2 separate regions of the Hordeum vulgare genome follow, and region 1 is linked to region 2. The links are chromatin contacts, called in public Hi-C maps. All regions are on one chromosome and are shown on one strand. Each heading gives the region's core, a stretch centred on a gene start, on an enhancer-like site or on the middle of the called end of the contact. The rest is flanking DNA. Distances are from core to core; before and after follow the strand shown. Region 1 has its middle 110 kb from the start of LOC123432717. Region 2 holds the start of LOC123432717 (wings apart-like protein 2).

Evidence for each region. A called contact is a pair of places that touch in the nucleus more often than the background predicts.
Region 1: a Hi-C map of leaf shows a contact between it and region 2, with 2.4 times the contacts expected there. The contact joins the enhancer-like site here to the promoter of LOC123432717 in region 2. A contact is called at or near these places in 3 of 6 Hi-C or Micro-C datasets (leaf and seedling).

What each region holds. Positions count from the first base shown.
Region 1 is chr1H:308,264,669-308,268,003 of MorexV3_pseudomolecules_assembly, reverse strand. It overlaps the pseudogene LOC123410082. Among protein-coding and RNA genes, the nearest start is that of LOC123432717, 110 kb to the right of the region's middle. Within about 2 kb of position 1,628, at least 2 of the 3 cell types and tissues checked have open chromatin away from gene starts, as enhancers often do. A contact at or near this core is called in leaf, where this site is marked.
Region 2 is chr1H:308,158,367-308,161,976 of MorexV3_pseudomolecules_assembly, reverse strand. LOC123432717 (wings apart-like protein 2) reads left to right here and starts at 1,399. Exons shown (of 13, transcript XM_045115413.1): 1 at 1,399-2,162; 2 at 3,308-3,407. The coding sequence starts at 1,681.

The DNA.
Region 1 (3,335 bases), core at 379-2,878, 110 kb before region 2:
CTATATATATGGACAAAACTTTTCACAACATTTATCAAATTCATTGGAATCATTGGAAATATTGAAACTAAGGAATATTGTTACATCGCTAGACAGCCAAAGAACATAAATAGCAACGAGTAACCGGTTGTTGGATGAATTACAACCAAAATACAGTTGCAAAAATTACAAATCTCCAAATCTGGGGTGATCGATCGCAGTGCAAATATCTTCGATTTGGAGATGGGCACTTCGATTAGGGAGGAATTTTTGCAATCATGTTCTCCGGCTAGCCGGTACAATCTCGTACGCGGTCGATTTGGAGATGGGGTGCTTCAATTTCGGTAGGCTAGCGAAGCATGAATCACACATGGGGATGGGGGATCGACATGCTAATGCAAGCATGGCGCACCATCGCCCAGGATTCACATAGGCGCAGAGGACTAGAGGCCAGTGTTGCTCGAGGGCGAAGACACAAGGAGGTGCAAAGGTAGGTGTTGGTCGGTGAGGTGGTTGTATGAGGTGGGCCAGACTGGATGGTGAGGCGGCACACGAGTTGAGAGGAGCAGGCCGGTGAAGACGCATTGCGAGGCTGGACGGAGAAGTGGATCTGGGCCACGCGAGGCGAGCGAGGTGGAGGTAAAGCTGGGGCGGTGTAGGCGAGTGCGGATGATTATGGCCGATGGATCGCGAGAGATTAGGGAGAAAAGATAATGCGCATGGTTTAGGCTTGATTTTTTTCTTTTACTTTACAATGCAAAGCAAAAACTGGAACGTCGGATTCAGATCGAATCAACGGCATTTCATCGGTTTGACTCTGGCGCCTTTTCAAAATAATCTGATATATACCGAAACCAAACTGTATCTTAATTTGATATTGTATTTAGCAAATTATTAATATCGAACAAAGCGAAAAACCGTATAAACCGAATAAACCTAACGCACATAGTGAAACCCGGCGCAGGAATCGCTAGGAAGATGGGTTGTGCATATTTCAGTAGCACATAGACCAAGAGCCGCGAAAACGAACATCCGCAATTTAAAACACAGAATATAGGAAGCGAAACTCGTCTAAAGAGATTGCACTATACAAGATGAGTGTGTAGTCCAAAAAACGCACACTAAAATTAGGATGTACACGAGTGAAATAAGAAGTTTTCGAATGTATGATGATACTAACACTGAATATAGATGAATTGACATCAATGATATAAGGTAAAGCATAAAAACAATTTATGATAAACGATAAGAAAATTTCAAGTCACGCTACAAGTTACATCCCATAATGCATAACCACTGATCAATCTAGAATTTTTGATTTGACACCTAATATCTACAACCTATACTTAAGCTGTGAGACATCTAATCTAGACAAAATCATGGATTGGCTAATCCTCACCTAGCTGAGAATTTTGCAAAGATACATCGATACAAAAGTGTAACTTTAGTTACGTAAAAAGTGATTTCGTATACGATTGTGCCTTAGAACTGAACGTGGGTACGAGGAAGATCGTCGGTTCGTGGATTATGACCTGCGGCATTACCGGCACCAAAATTACTGGAGCCGCGTGGCACATCAGATTACTCTGTTCTGTCGGCCGAAACGTCGCCGCGTGGCACACCGGATTACTCTGTTCTGCCGGCCAGAACGCCGCCACGTGGCACACCGGATTACTCTGCTCTACGGGCCGGAACGTCGCCGCGTGGGGTGGTGTATGTTGGGTAGCTCTGGCTGTTGATGTCGACGTGGTGGTGGTCCAAGAAGCCGTGTCATCTGTCGAGTCTTCCGTCGAGTCTGCCGTCAACAGAGACGACGACGCTATCCGCCGTGGGAGAGCGGGGGCGAGCGGCGGCTTGGAGGGCGCTGCGCCAGCCGTCGGCGTCTCCCACAACGTATTCGGCGACGTCGCGATCCGCCGCACGGGAGAGGGAGCGGGAGGGGCCAGGCCCTCGGTCGCCTTCGCTGGCAACAGAGCCGGCGACGTCGCGCTACGCTGCATGGGAGCTGGTTTTCCGAGGGCCTTGGAGGTCGGCGACGGGGCGACGGCGGCGGCGGCGGCGTCGCGGAACAGGTAGACCCGGAACCGGCGCAAGTTCAGGTCGTTGAACAGCCGGACCTGCAGGTCCCGGAAGAGCACCAGGTCCAGCATGTCCCGCAGGTCCTCGTCCGTGTCCACGTCGCAGAGCGAGTCCAGCCCCTCGCCGGAGTAGCAGTACTTGACGGAGAAGTCGGAGAAGCCCGCGCGCGCCGCCAGCAGGTCGCGGAAGCCCCTCGGCGAGACGGACGAGACGACGTTGAGGAGCAGGTGCTCGCCGTCGACGTACCTCGGCGGCCGGCCCTGGGCGCGCTCGATCCTCCCGCCGTAGCTAACCATCAGCTTCACGCAGCGCTGCCTGTCGGCTGCCATGATCGAACCGTGCGCGCGCGCCGTCGCTGGTCTTCTCGCGAACTTACGGGATTTTCCGATGATCCGGTGGGTGGAGGGACGTAGGCTGGAGGGGAGTAGTAGTATGGGCTGCCGTCGACCCAGATATATAGGTTGGCCTTTGGCCCTTCCAACGAGAGCCGGATCCGGACTCATGACCGAACGAGATACCGTATCAGAATACGATCAGAACCAGCCAAAACGAGGGCAACAGGTTTTAGCCGTCCAATGCTTCACCTCTGAGATCACGATGGAGCAAATGGTGTGCCAGAGTTTCCACGTCACTCTTATCACTTCTCGTCAACAGCCTGCTTCCCCGAATAAGTTTTTTTTTACCGGAGCTGATATGTATAGGTGCTCGGCTTGTACTTCGCGAGTCCCACATATACAACAGATCTTGTGCTCTCGATCCGAGACTTGCTGATTGTAGTTCTTCTTGTCTGGCAAAATTTTGGCTGATTGTAGATTTTTTGGGTAAAACTTTGGCTGCTGAAATGATGCTGTGACCCAAAGACGCCACACCATCTTATCTAGCTGATTGTAGTTCTTCTTGTTTAATAATTATCCGAGAGAGTGTAAGCTGCATAGAGATGTTTAATCTGAAGAGAGATTTTAAGTATTTTTATCTGAGAAGTACTATTTTGTTGCAGTATATGGACAATATTTTTATCTTAGAAAGTATTTTTTTTCTGAAGAAAGATTTAGAATATGGACAGTATTTTTATCTCAGAAATTATATGGACAGTATTTTTTATCTCAGAAATACTATAAAAGTATGAATGTTGCAGTATATGGACAGTATATGGACGTCATAAGTCCCACATAAAAATTAACTGGGCTACCACTTAATCCCACGTAAAAAGTGATGGGCAATGTGGCCAAGTCCAAGAGCGTCCAGCAAACAGCTCACTTACATCCTGATTCGCGACC
Region 2 (3,610 bases), core at 150-2,649:
GATGTTCGTAATTGCTTCAATACTAGTAGTGGCGAGATAACCTCGATGTCCCCAGTACTGCCATACTTTGTATCGTTGTGATCACGAGGGTCTGTGTTAGATGAATGTCCGAGATTCTGGTTATGTGTTGACGGATGTGATACATTGGACGGGTTAGTATAGGAGTTGTGTGAATATTACTCCTTGTATCCGTGTACCATATTGCATGACCAGATATTTCGGGAATTCATAGGTGGGATATCAAATAGTGACTTATAGGACAATCTTCCTACAGATGCATGATGTGAGGTTGGGATTCGACATTCAGTGGGTACGTTTGTTTATGGTCGTCTTACAGCGGTTCTCGTTGTGTCTTAAAGAGTCCTTGTAGCTTGCTACGATTTGGGGATGCTTCGTAAGTCGTGTGCACTACCTTGCACATGATGGCTACTGTAAATTCGAGCCCGTGTGATCTTATCCATGAAGATATCGGATGAAATATCGATCATACGTTTGTTCCGAGCAGTTCTAGCTCATACTTGTTTGCAAATGATCTTAATCAGAATTTTGTCGACAGTCACTTTGATGAAGCATTCTTACTATTTTGTTCGAGTGCAATTGCTAATATTCCTGTTCAGATATTCCTGTCTTTTTGATTCAGCTTTACCTTCAATTTATTCTGTGGGCTAATGTGTTGTCCGTCTTCAGGATGACTCCACCAACTCGTCAGAATCCAGGTCGTGAGGGTGCTGAGATGCCGCCACCACCTCCTCCTCCAGAAAATCCTCCTCCTCCGCCCCAGTGGGTTCTTTCTTTTATTTTGGCACCAACCGAGCGGGCCTCCTCCCCCTCGCCGGCCCACCTTCTTTGTTCTCTCGCTAGTTGGGCCGCGTGCTCCTTTCGTTCCCCTCCTGTAGATACCGTTGCTTCTTCCTCTACTTTCCGTCAGGGTTCAGAGAGAAGCGAGACAGAGAGGTCGACGCCGTTGCTCACGGACGTCGAGGCGGCCTCCCTCGCCCCCTATTTATTCCTTAGCGTCCAGGCAGTGCGCTAGGGTTCCTCCAAGCGTCGCCACCTCCTTCCTCTTCCTCCTCCCTCTCTCTGGATCGTCAGTAGGCGGGCCGAGCTCCTCCTCCGCCATGGCCGATCCGTAATGAGCTCGTCGCCATCGTTGTCGTGCACCTCCGTCCTCTCCAAGCAGCCCAGGAGCACGCTGGACCTCAGGGGAGTCCGTTCCCGCGGCTAATCGTCGCCGATCGCCCCTGCTTTCACTACTTCGACGACGACCTTCTTCCGCTCCGACGACCACCTCCGCATCGGCTTCTTCCACGACGTCCCCTGCTTCCTCTCCGACAGGCCCGGTCTCCTCGACCAGTGGGTGAGCAGAAGTATCATCAAAACCGGGATCTCAACAAAAAAAGGAAAAGTATCATCAAAACCACGACAGATGAACAACAATCTGACGGTCGAGAAGCGCGTCGAGACTAACAAACCTGGCCAGCAGTAGTCAGGCAGTAACCAGCTCCCCGTCCCCGAATTCCTCCCCTCCGGCTCCGAGGCCGGAATCCCCAAATCCGGATCAGCCGCAAAGCAAAACGTTCGAAACCCAGACAGAGACGCCCACGCCCAAATCTCTCTCTCTCTCTCTCTCCCCCCTCGCATGCGCGCAGGCGCAGCTACCCGCAGCAGCAGCGAGTCGCCATGATCGTGCGCACCTACGGCCGCAGATCCCGCACCTGCGGCGCCGGCGCCGGCGGAGGCGGAGGCGGAGGCGGAGGGGAGCGCGGCCTCTCGTCCTCGCAGGACGCGTTCGACTTCGACGGCGGGGACGGGGACGACGAGCTGTCGGCGCCGGGGTCGCAGCCCCAGCTTTTCCCGCCGTCGCAGGAGTCCTCCTCGATGTGGGACTTCGACGAGGACCCGCCCACGCAGCCGCCGCCGCCGCCGCCGCGCCGGAAGGGGTGGCGCCGCGGGAGGCACGCCGACCCCGAGCCCGAGCCGGCCACCGCCACGCTCATGGAGGCCGAGGAGTACGGGGAGATGATGGAGAGCGTCGACGAGGTCAATTTCGCGCTCGACGGGCTGCGGCCCACCGCGCCCAGGCGGGTGCGCCGGGCCAGCCTGCTCGCGCTGCTCGGGATCTGCACCTCCGCCGCGCGCCGCCGCGTCCTCCGGGCTCAGGGGTCAGTACGCCTTTCTTTTAAGCGCTCCGTGGGGAACAACAAGTTGGCTTCTTGGTGCCCAATCTTGGCTCTCCGAATCGAGAGCCTCGGGTTAGGGTTACGAAATTGGGGCTTCTTGCGGGCGACCTAGGTTCAAAGATAGGGATCTTGTACGGTTAGGGCTCGGTTTCTTGGGGAAAGGAACCACCTTTTGGCCTTCAAACCACGAACGAGTCCGCTCTGTTTCCTCTGTCTTGTGATGAATATAGCTTAGCTCATGCAGCTAACTCGCGAATATAAATCTTGTTTGCTTGCCTGGCCTGAGCTGTTAGTTCGATTAGCTTGCTTTGTCGGGGTTATTGTGGTAGAATCAAGACTTCACATATCGTGGAGAATCCCCATTGGCTAACTATATCACAACTGGGCTTAAGGAGTATGCACTTGAGTTATCTGCGTCTCAAGCAGGCTGGTCTCTTTGTTTTTGCTAAGACCTCCAGTATCCCGTTACTCCATAAGAAGGAAGCATGGTGATTGGTTGGAAATGTCTAGAAAGACATCTTCCCTGTTGACTTAGGATTTACTCGGGCTTATAGATATGTCTGAAGAGCATTGTTGGTAGAAGTGCCATCCATTGAACTGAGCCGAATATTTTTCTCCTCTGTCCAGGAGAGTATGCATTTTTTTAACCAGACATGCAGTATTTAGGGGTGTGTAGCTCAGTCAACGTAAAAATAGTTATTTCTCAGTCAACATTGATAGCCATCCGATCAAGATCATCTCATCCACTGTGTAGTTGCACAATCTCGATACTAAGACCAAACTATTTTTAGCTGTGACTCAGTTGCCTGGGAAATAGCAATACCGTTTAGCAAAACAAAGGGCATACTTGACGTGAGGATGTTACCTCTGGAATTACTAGATCCTTGCAATGTTTTTTTTACCCATTTCTACATCTGTAGATGGATAAGATTTCTGAAAGTAAATTCTTATTGAACACAATTATTTTAACATGTAACCATCTAATGTTTATCTCAGTATTCTATTGAGTTTGAGGAGTACCAAAATCAATATCACCGTTTAACAAACATTTCATTTTTATTGCTTATCAAATATTACACGTATTCCATCTTATTACTCACAAGTGCATTTTTTGTTATGTCCTGTAGATTGGTAAAGCAAATTATAGATAATGTTTTGGCCCTGAACATTGATGATCCTTCCTGTGGTGTTGCCGCAGCAGCTCTTTTATTTGTTTTGGCAAGTGATGTGAGTACCTCTCAATCCCAAACTATTAGATGATAGGAGTATGTTTCTGTGCATGCTGCTTTCCGTGCATATTAAATATTCTCTTCTCACAAATCACAAAGATACTCATGTCGTGGCAAAGTTATTTATTTATTTTTCTTGTAGGAGTATTCACTTTTTTATTCAATACTAATGCATGATAAAATAACTTCAGTTAGCTACAT